Regions from separate parts of the Sus scrofa genome. Here all the other regions are linked to region 2. Evidence: chromatin contacts called from public HiChIP or PLAC-seq data. All regions are on one chromosome and are shown on one strand. The core of a region is the stretch at or near the end of the contact, and the rest is flanking DNA. Distances in the headings are between cores, read along the strand shown. Region 1 overlaps CNIH3 (protein cornichon homolog 3). Region 2 overlaps CNIH3 (protein cornichon homolog 3). Region 3 overlaps CNIH3 (protein cornichon homolog 3).

What was found. HiChIP or PLAC-seq counts read pairs in DNA pulled down with a chosen protein or histone mark.
Region 1: a contact with region 2 is called in an H3K27ac HiChIP or PLAC-seq map of alveolar macrophages. The contact joins two enhancer-like sites. A contact is called at or near these places in 2 of 47 Hi-C or Micro-C datasets (fetal heart ventricle and liver) and 1 of 2 datasets of contacts at active chromatin or transcription factors (alveolar macrophages).
Region 3: a contact with region 2 is called in an H3K27ac HiChIP or PLAC-seq map of alveolar macrophages. The contact joins two enhancer-like sites. A contact is called at or near these places in 1 of 47 Hi-C or Micro-C datasets (fetal liver) and 1 of 2 datasets of contacts at active chromatin or transcription factors (alveolar macrophages).

Annotation. Positions count from the first base shown.
Region 1 is chr10:12,956,800-12,960,262 of Sscrofa11.1, reverse strand. It overlaps CNIH3 (protein cornichon homolog 3), which reads right to left. Exons shown (of 10, transcript XM_021064387.1): 8 at 2,101-2,183; 9 at 2,041-2,098; 10 at 1-572. The coding sequence ends at 545. Among named protein-coding and RNA genes, the nearest start is that of DNAH14, 89 kb to the left of the region's middle. Within about 2 kb of position 1,607, at least 1 of the 83 cell types and tissues checked has an H3K27ac peak or open chromatin away from gene starts, as enhancers often do. A contact at or near this core is called in alveolar macrophages, where this site is marked.
Region 2 is chr10:12,791,533-12,795,283 of Sscrofa11.1, reverse strand. All of the region lies in intron 3 of CNIH3 (protein cornichon homolog 3), which reads right to left. Among named protein-coding and RNA genes, the nearest start is that of WDR26, 37 kb to the right of the region's middle. Within about 2 kb of position 2,398, at least 33 of the 83 cell types and tissues checked have an H3K27ac peak or open chromatin away from gene starts, as enhancers often do. A contact at or near this core is called in alveolar macrophages, where this site is marked.
Region 3 is chr10:12,919,345-12,922,847 of Sscrofa11.1, reverse strand. The region is part of intron 6 of CNIH3 (protein cornichon homolog 3); the gene reads right to left. Among named protein-coding and RNA genes, the nearest start is that of DNAH14, 130 kb to the left of the region's middle. Within about 2 kb of position 1,612, at least 1 of the 83 cell types and tissues checked has an H3K27ac peak or open chromatin away from gene starts, as enhancers often do. A contact at or near this core is called in alveolar macrophages, where this site is marked.

The DNA.
Region 1 (3,463 bases), core at 358-2,857, 170 kb before region 2:
CACCTTCCAGGCCCTTCCCTTGGAAGTGAAGGGGATGGCTAGGACTTGGAAGAAAGGCAGGGGTCTCAGTAGCTCATGATGTCCTAGAGGCCTTCAGTCCATCCCACAGACACTCAGCCTTGACGCTGGGTCCGCCCTTCCCAAGCAGGCACCTTCCAGCCTTCCAGCCGCCACGCCACAGTCCAGCAATGCAGTGTGAACTTGCAGGGAGCCGTTCGATGAAGTGGATTCAGAAAGCAGCGATTCTCCATTCTTGCTCAGGAGAGGTTCGTGTTTCGTAACCCCTCGGGCCAGCTGAAGGGATCAACGGCCCGGGTGTGGGGTGTGAACAGCAAAGACAGACGCACAGGGCCGCAACACATGCGCACGGAGGGCTGACTTGGCCGCTGGCTGCTGCGTGCTTCCGGCTCCCCATTCAGAGTGGCTGCCCATCTCCTTCAGTCACAACCCCACACTGGTCCCCTCTCCAGCCACCCGTAGAAGCGGACTTCTCCATCTCAAGCCTCTCCCATCCCAGTCTCTGAGGATGTGCGTGGTCTCCGAGTTAGGAGCTCACTAAAGTGTAGATCATGCTGGATGCAAAAGGAAGAGGAAGAGAAGGCATTAGAGAGACCTTCCAAAAGCCGGACGCCTGCTTCTTTCTCACCACTGTCCCCCAACCATCTCCTCTCTCCCCATAGACCTCCCCTACTGCGTCCCACAACACTGGACAAAGCGTACTGGTCCCTCAGATGAAAGCTGTGACTGCTCTGAGTGCTATTATTATTCTCAACAGGATGACTGTTAAGGTTGTTATTCCTTTCTTGCAATCACAGGGCGGGTCCCCAAGGGCAGGGCGGGGTGGGGGTGGGGGTGTGGTGGATTCATTATCCTACCAGCTGCCACATGCGCATGTGTCCAGGGGCTCCCAGACTTCTTTTTTTTTTTTTTTTTTAGGGCCGCAACTGCAGTATATGGAGGTTCCCAGGCTAGGGGTTGAATCAGAATTGTAGCTGCCGGCCTACACCACAGCCACAGCAATGCCAGATCCTTAACCCACTGAGCAGGGCCAGGGATTGAACCTGCGTCTTCACGGATACTAGTTGGACCCTTAACCCACTGAGCCATAATGGGAACTCCCACGGGCTCATTTTTAAGTGCTGGATATGTGCAGCTGCTTCCCAGCCAGCTCCAACCTAACCCAAACCCTGAGGTGGCCCTAAATTCTAACCTCCCCACCCTCACTGGCTACTGTCATCCAGCCACTTTGGAGGCCACACTGGGACACTGGGAGATATCACGGCCTGCGGCAGGTAGGGACAGAGGAGCAAGGGTGCAGGTGAGACGCCCCAGAGCTGAGCCCCAAGGGGACCAGGAAGGAGGAGGAGAGGTTTTCAGAAAAGGCTCTCTCTGGGGGTATCAAACTACCAGCCAGTCTATTTAGAGCTACGTGCTTAGTTAGGATGTTCTGGGTAAAGAGGTGGGAAGAAGGGAGATTCCCGAAACAGAATTACAAAATCAGCAGGTTTTACTTAATTAGAATGGTGTTACGTAACATGGGCAGAACTGTAAGTACAAGCATCTCATGACCCAGCATGCCATTTGTGACGTGTGACCACTGCCGGGGGTTTCCGGTGAGGTCTCCGGGAACGCCTTCACACGGACTAGAGGGCAAGGGCCATGAGGCCCGGCATCTAGGGCCACAGGTGACCCGGGCGGCTGAGCTGCAGGGCTGCCACAGGCAGGGCGCCCTGTGGAGGAGAAGTGACCAATGGCACCGCTCAGTCACCGCCTCGGAGGCCTTGGTAGAATGTGTTTTGCCGTGTCGCCCAAAGGATGCGCCTGCCCACTGGCCAGGCCTCCTGCAGGACCTTCTGGCTTCCTCACTCCTTTATGCAGAAGTCCTGGCTCCCAAACCAGTCAGAGAGCTGCCCTCATCCCCAACAGCCTGTGACCCCCGCTCTCCAAGCCACTCCCACCCCAATGAAGACCAGGAGGTGGGCCCAAAAAGCCCTCCATCTGCTGCAGGGGTCAAACCCACCAGGGGGGCCAGCAACTCACCAGTAAAGGTAGTAGAAGAAGGAGAGGAGATAAAAGGCCAGCTTACACCAGGCCTCTTCTGACAGTAACTCAAGGTGTCCGCGTTCATGACCACGGGCGGGTCGTAGGCGAGCTCAGAGCTGTCTGCTGGACAGTGGAAATACCTGCAGGAAAGACAATGAGGCATCATTGGTTCTGTGGCTAGGACGGGACATCTGAAGTCGTCTGGGCCGGCTCCCCTCACACTGGAGTGCCCTCTGAGGAATCTCTGCTAATCCGGGATCTGCTGCCTGCCACAGCATCGCTGATCACAGCCTGGGCACTGCTAACAAGCAGCTCGGCCACCGTCTGCTAGCAGGTGGCAACGCCCAAGTCCTCAGATCCACCAGCATCACAGTGATGCCCTGAGAGAAGGAAAACGTGTCAGCTGGAGTTACCTGGCAGGTACCAGGAAGAGCTCCTTTCTCCAGGGATGCAGCGGGGTGGGATAGGGTTGGGGGTCTGCCATGTGTAGGGATCTGAGGATCAGTAGGGGACATAGGTGTAGCTAGACATCAGCCGCATCTCTGATGCCTAATGTCACTGTCCCACAGTTCTGCCTTAAACATTAATTACTTGGATTAAGCATTAATTACTTGTGGATAATCCTTCTTCCAAAACGCTTTTAAAATCCCGAATACCCTGGAGGGGCGTGATATTCTTCCACTCAAGTGTGGAAGAGTTTGCAGGTAATTTTCTCCTTGATGGAAGGACACAGAACAGCAACGAGAACAGTGCCCACGGCGGGGAGCGAGCAGCCCCAGAAGGAACGTGGATAAGCCCAAGAGCAGTGCGTGCAAGAGGGGAGGGAGGGGAAAGCAGACGTGTCCTCTTCGGAATATCACCTCTGGGCCACGTGAACCGGCCCTGCTCACAGAGGCGAGAAAGTCTGGACGTGGTCAGGCAAGAGGCCCCCAGGGCCTCATTCAAAGCCGAAGAACACGGTGACACTGCAGTCGCTGGCGCAGCTCTCTGGTCAGTCTGGTGAAGGAATCGGGGGCCGGGTACAAAGGAACAGTCTCAGGAGGCTCTGGGACAGGCATGGTCCTTCTCCAGCGAGAGCGAGGAGGACCAGGCGCGGGCTCTGCCCGGCTTCCTCCCGCCGGCTTTGAAGAGCATCTCTGTAACGCAGCAACTCCCGGAGCTGGTGTCTCAGGTCCCTCTTCGTCCCCTTCAGAAGACAGCACTGACGCTATCTGCCATCCACTCTGGGCCGAAAGGAACTCACAAACCAGATGCCATGACATGTGCCAGCTCACGACGCTCCGGGCCCCGCACCTCTCCTCTTCCCAGGAGCAGAATACAAAACCTATTCGCTTTCACTGTGGCCTTGTTCCCAGCGACCTCATTAAGTGGAAGCAAGAGGTGGCCGGGTGGCGGAGCGGCTCTGTGGACAGAGCCGGGG
Region 2 (3,751 bases), core at 1,149-3,648:
TAGAGAGTTCTGAGAGCTTCCAGGCTGGTAAACACAACCTTATGTGCCAGGAGGGGGGTGTACCCCAACTCCACACGGACAGAAGCTCCTGTGCTCAGGACCCTTCTGGAACTTGCCCTATGTATCTATACATAGGGTGGTTCTTATTTATCCTTTATTATATCTTTATAATAAACTGGTAAATGCAAGTGTTTTATTGAATTCTGTGAGCCATTTTAGCAAATTATCAAACTTAAAGAGGGAGTCATAGGAACCCCAATCTAAGACCAGTTGGTCAGAAGTGTCAGTGACAGTCCAGGACTTAAATTAGCATCTAAGTGAGACAGTCTTGTGGGACTGAGCTCTTCATTTGTGGGTTCCAGAAGATGGTGTCAGAACTGTATAATACCTGAAGAATTGGTCAGTGTGGGCAAAAAAAAAAAAAAAAACACATCTGGTGTCAGAAGTACTGAGTGTGAGAGTATAGGGAAATACAGCACATTTTCCCCAGACAAATGCAACGTAGAATTAATATATGCAATTGTATGTGAGGAGGGAGAAGGGGGATAGAAGAAGGATTAATCTTACCAGGAAAACTGAAGAGATACAGCAGCAGAGGTAGCACTTGAGCAAGGCTTTGAAGCATGTGTAGTAGGACTCTGGTCAACAGAAGCAAATGGTACATTCCAGGAAGCAGCAGTGAGGGCGGGGTCTGGTTGGGGGTAGGCATGGAAATGTGAAGTTGCAGGGTATATGGTGTGAAAAACGCTGAATGCTTCCTTAGGTTCTAGACCCCCTTCCTTCTTTCCAATTGTCCCAATATCCATTCAGGTGTCCATTCAATTATGGGGGAAACTTTTAGTGTAAGGAGAAACCTTGTAGTGGTACATCCCCTTGGCCACAGGGATTGGTGCAAGGGTAAACAGATGACATAAACAAGTCTAATCAAGATGAAGATGGGTTAGGAATGCTGAGGCAAAGACATTCTATCTTTAGAGACATGAACAAAGAAGCACGAAGCCCAAGAGTTGCTGGCAATCATCTTGGAACCATGAGAGTCAGATAGAAAGAAATTGGGTCCTTGGGGAAATTGTTGAGCTGCTGGATCAAGCCGTGCCTGAAGCTCAAACCGATAATGGCTTTTTTTCCCCTTAAGTCAGGATCAAATAAATCCCTATATTGTATAAGCCAATTTGAGGCAAGTTTTTCATTTCTCGATATTCAAGAGATGATCTGAAATCATGTATAGCAGGAATTGGGGGGGGGGCTACATGGAGGGATGTAAAAGACATTGAAACTTGAAAAGTATTAGAGGGTTAAATCCTGAGAGGTTTTCCTTGAGCCATGGTAAGGTACTGGAAGTAGGCAGAGAAGAGACCCACTGAAAACTGTTGCAAAGGGGAGGTGGCACAGTAGACTCTGTATAAGGAAATTAACTCTGATGGCAGGATGAATGATAGACTGCAGGGAAGAGAGATTAGAAGCAAGAAAATGTGATTAGTAATGAGTCTGGGAGAAGGACATTTTATCAAGGATCCCCAGATGTCAACATTGCTGGGAGTGGAGAGGGGAGGCAAGCACAGATACTCCTGTGACAACCCCTCTTATCAGCACCAAAGGCCTTTCCTTTGCCCTTAGGGGCACATGGTATACAGTGGAGAGTCCACATCCTAATACTGCAATATCTCCAAAGGCTAACCAGTTGTCTAAAAAGTTTCAAGTAACAGGAATTTTTATTTTTATTTTAAATTTTTTTTTAATTTTTTCTTTTTATGGCCATACCTAAGTTCCCAGGCTAGGGATCAAATCAGAGCAGCAGCTGCTGGCCTACACCACAGCCACAGCAATGCTAGATTCGAGCTGTATCTGTGACCTATGCCACAGCTTGTGGCAACACCAGATCCTTAACCGAGTGAGGCCAGGGATTGAACCCCCATCTTCAGGGACACTGTGTCAGATTCTGAACTCACTGAGCCACAATGGGAACTCCCTCAAGGAACAGGAGTTCAAACAATAACAACAAAATTTTTTTAAGGGCCGTACCTACGGCATATGGAAGTTCCCAGGCTAGGGGTCTAATCGGAGCTGAACGTGCCAGCCTACACCACAGCCACAGCAATGCCGGATCTGAGCCACATCTGCAACCTACACCACAGCTCAGGGCAAAAAAAATTTTTTAATTTAAATCAAAGTTCGTTTTAATTTACTTAAATGTTTAAACCAACAATACTTTTAAAGGGTGGGGGAAAAATACATCCCCAAACAACAAGCTGTAACAAAGTGTCTCAATTCCCAAAGGTTTGTGAATCACTGATGGAGATCATGGGGCTCCCAGCTCCCCTTTCTGGAGGGAGCATCCATCACCACATGGCTTCTCAGGCACCTGGGCAGCTGCCAGTGAACTAGCGCCTTCTAGAGCCTGTGCACAGTGAGGGGCCTCCAGCGCTCACGTGGCGCCAGTCCTTATACCCACGAGAAGATATAAACCTCTCCCGCAGCAACATCAGCATCTTCATTTTCTCTTACTGCACCCCGAGAGCCCGCCTTCCCAGCTGCCCTTGCCACTTCGCTGTTCTGATGCTGCCTTGGGCTGAGCATGCCAGGGTCGAGATGGTTCCCCTCCACGTCGCCCCCTGCCTTGTCGCTTCCTCCCTGGTGCCGTACCAGCGCCTGATAACCTTGCCACCGCTCCCATCCTGACTCATTTTCCAGTCTTTCCCACAGGCAGACTGCCACCTGCATTCCAAACCCACTGCTGAATTTACATAATTCCAATCGCTTTCATGGCCAGCTTCCTGTTTTTGTAAACTCCTGTACCATTTTTTTCAGCCCTCGGCCAACCCTGTCCCGCTGCATCCTAAGAGGCTTCCACCCCGTGCTTTCCCTTCTGGTTTCAGAAATAGAACCGCCCAGTGGTTTCCAATCCGGAGAGTTTCAGACGAGCTTTTGCCTTCACTGGTTACTGGCTTCCTCTTAACAGAAAGAAGTTTCGAGCTGAGTCAGAGAAGAGAGCCGGGCCCAGCGGTGGTGATTCATTAATGTTGCTAATGACAGCCCTGCCACCGCCACCACCGACCACCATCAAAGCTGCTTCTGCTGAGGCCGCCATGGTCTCCATGTTAGTCTAACCCTCGGAGCCCAAGAAATTGAAGCTGTTTTCCTGCTTTTCTCTTCCAGATGGCATATTGGTAGCAGCAGTCAGCACAGGCCAAGCAAGGTTGGCCTTAGCACTGGGAGACCAGATGGGCCCTGAATCGGGGTGATCTCAGGGAAGCCCAGGAAAGCACCTCGGCTTCAAAATAACTTCCCACTTCCCCCACCCTCCCTTTCCTCTGGGCCTGACGGTTCCTCCCGCTGAGCTTTATTGGGTCTCCCTTTAAGATACAAATGCGGCTTAAACAGGTCACTCACACCCAAATATGATTAATGCAATGAGCTCACTTTGGAAAACACTGATCACTTGAGAAAAGCAGATGGGAGCTACACAGTGACAGTAACGATAACTCAAAGACCGTCAGGCCAGGAAAGTGACACAGATGTCAACTCCTTCTCGGTTTTGCCCAGGCCTGGGCTTGGCAGCAGGATCAACAGCTGGGAAGTCACTCTAGTTTGGAGATTTCTCCTGATTCCAAGATGGTCTCAAAGAGCCTCAACAGAGAGCAATCCACACAGAAACTGCTTTATAAATGCACGACTAAAATAAGCTACGCAGTTACTGTAACGATAAAGCTGTCACTGTCACAACCAAGCTCTCAGGTCTTCTCACAGCCAA
Region 3 (3,503 bases), core at 363-2,862, 130 kb before region 2:
TGGGAAACAGAACCAACAGGATGCATGTATGTGTGTATTTATAGACAGAGATATCGATAGAGACTGAGAAAGAGATTGGAAGAAATTGGCTCATTCAACTGTAGTGGTTTGGTTACGTCCCATTCTGCCAGTGGGCTAATAGGCTGGAGATCCAGGAAGGGCCAATGCTGCTGCACAAGCCCCTCCTGCTTGGGGAGGTCAGTCTCTGCTCCACTGAGGCCTTTGACTGATTGGATGAGGCCCACCCACACTCTGGAGGGCAATTTGCTTTATTCAAAGTCTACCAATTAAATCTTAATCTCATCCAAAAAAAAAAAAAAAACCCTCAAAGAAACACCTAGAATAACGTACAATCACATACCTGGCACCATGGCCCAGCTAATTTGCCATATACAATTAAGCATCACAGGAGGTTGGCATTAATGAATTTATATTCATATTTTTTCTTTTTTCTATTTAGGGCTGCACTCATGGCATACGGAAGGTTCCAGGCGAGGGGTCAAATCAAAGCTGCAGCTCCTGGCCTCCACCACAGCTCATGGCAACACCAGATCCTTAACCCACTGAGCAGAGCCAGATATCAAACCTGCATCCTCATGGACATTATGTTGGGTTCGTAACCCACTGAGCCACAGTGGAAACTCTGCAATCTCATTTTTTGCTGCTCGTCACTCTAAGAGGGGTAAGATGATTCCTCCTCCTTTCCCTGCGAATATGTGGTAGACTGATAGCATTTATGGTGCCAGTGTATGGCCTCCATGCATCCACACCCTCTGCCCTGTAACTCCACAGTCCCTCCCACTGTGACCCTGGGCTTTGGCCACGTGACTCACTTCAGCCAGTAACAGGGCCCTAGCAGACTGGATGCAGACCAGAGCTTGAAGAAGTACTTGTGGATTTCCACTTCTTCTCATGCTTCTCTGTGACACCAGGAGCACCAGCCTGGCTTAGTCCTGGGAGGAGGCGATGAGGAGCAGAACCAGTTGTCCCAGCCAGATGAGCTCATGGTCTGCTGACTGCCAGACGTATGGGGTTTTTTGGTTTGTTTCTTTGACTGTTTGCTTTTTAGCGCTGCACCCATGGCATACGGAGGTTCCCAGGCTAGGGGTCAAATCAGAGCTGCAGTTTCCCCCCTACGCCACAGCCACAGCAACGCCAGATCCAAGCCACACCACAGCTCCTGGCAACACCGGATCCTTAACCCAGTGAGTGGTGCCTGGGATGGAACCTGCATCTTCATGGATACTAATCGTGTTTGTTACCACTGAGCCACAACGGGAACTCCCTGACTGCCAGACATATGAATGAGCTCCAGCCAAGACCAGAAGAACATCCATTCTCCCCAGAAGCCCGGCCAAGATTGGGGAACCACCAGATGACCCCACAGACTCATAAGAAACCTAAATGCTGGCTGTTGTGAGTGGCTATTAGTACGGCAATGGAGAGCTAATAAGGATGGGGCCAACCAGCTATCCAGCTTCGAGCCAGAGGGCTGAGCCCACCTGTAAGGCAGCTATTGTGAAGTCCTCTATTTTTCCCTTCTCCCTTGACCTTGGCAGTGGAGTGAAGTGAGGACAGGGCTCTTGCTCCAGCTTCTGGCTCAGCAGCCCCGTGACAGCACCACTATTTACGCAATGCGTAGACTGTCCCATCTTTCCCTCTGACTAACAAGGAGTTTGCCACAGAAAGCCTCTGAAAAATAAATTATACATGAGACACAGTTTCTGAACTAGTTGCAAGTTTTGTTCCAGGATATTTTTACTTTTCTTCAAACGTTCCCTGTAGGGGTGAATGATCCCCCCACGAAGTTAAATGGAAGTAGAAAAGAACCTTAAAGGAACCCACTTGGCCCCATCATGGTGAACCAAGCTTATTACAGGGGCCCTGAGGTCCTCGGTAGCTTTGGTATTTGCATCTTCCCTATAAAATAGCTGAGCAATATTGCTGCAGTGCTGGTCCTTAAGAAGCGTGTTTCAGGAGTTCCCGTCGGGGCGCAGTGGAAACAAATCTGACTAGGAACCATGAGGTTGCGGGTTCGATCCCTGGCCTCACTCAGTGGGTTAAGGATCCAGCGTTGTCGTGAGCTGTGGTGTAGGTCACAGAGGTGGCTCAGATCCTGCATTGCTGTGACTGTGGTGTAGGCCAGTACCCACAGTTCTGATTTGACCCCTATCCTGGGAACCTCCATATGCCTCGGGTGTAGCCCTAAAAAGGACAAAAAGACCAAAAAAAAGAAGCATGTTTCAAAGTGAACCAACAATTTCCTCTAACATGTGTTGATTGAAAATGTGGCCTCTGGTCGGCCAGACTTGCCTTCAAGAGCTTATGAACTATGACACCAGCTTATGAACTGTGACACCTGGGGTGTATCCTTAACCTCTCTAAGCCTGCATTCCCTCATCTGTTAAGTGAGGCTACTAATCATGACTACTTCGTAGCACTGTTGTGAGGATTAAAAGATTCCATTCTTTTACTTTATTTTGTCTTTTTTCTAGGGCCGCACCTGCAGCATATGGAGGTTCCCAGGCTAGGGGTCTAATTGGAGCTGTAGCTGCAGGCCTACACCAGAGTCGCAGCAACGCAGGATCTGAGCTGCGTCTGCAACCTACACCACAGCTCGTGGGAACAGCAGATACTTAACCCACTGAGCAAGGCCGGGGATCAAACGCAAACCTCATGGCTCCTACCAGATTTGTTAACCACTGAGCCATGACGGGAACTCCCATAGAGTCCATTCTTTTAACCACACATAGTAGTCACTTAAGAAAGGTAGCAGCAGAGTTCCCGTCATGGCTCAGCAGAAACGAATCTGACTAGTATCACTGAGTACCCAGGTTCAATTCCTGGCCTCGCTCAGGGGTTAAGGATCCAGCGTTGCCATAAGCTGTGGTGTAGGTCACAGACGCAGCTCGGATCTGGCATTGCTGTGGCTGTGGTGTAGGCCGGCAGCTGTAGCTCGGATTTGACCCCTAGCCTGGGAAATTCCATATGCCACAAATATGGCTCCAAAAAGACAAAAAAAAAAAAAAAAAAAAGAAGAAGAAGAAGAAGAAAGAAAAGAAAAGAAAAAAAAAGAAAGGTAGAAGCTGTTACTGTTGCCACGCTTTAGAAATCCCCCAAGCAATAGAGAATTCTGGTCTGGAAAACTTCTGAGTCAAGGATGGTCTCTCAGAGGCTTTCCACACAACTGCCTCTGAATTTATGCATCCCTGTTCCCTTTATTATGTCTGTCCCTCTATTAAAATACCACAGTCCCTCCAGAGCCCTGCAGGAAGACAGGCCTCAAGAGCTCAAAGACTGGCAATCAAGCCAATCCCTCGTGGCAGGAAGTGTCAGTAATTAGAGAAAAGGCACCACCTACTCCATGCTTCCAAGTGGCTAATGCATGACAAATTTTGTTCTCCAAAGTGACATGGCTCTTCCTCTAGGTTCTGGTATATAAATGCAGGTAGTGGCCTCCTCTTAGTCACAGAAATTGGGACAGTTTGAAATTGTCTATTTAT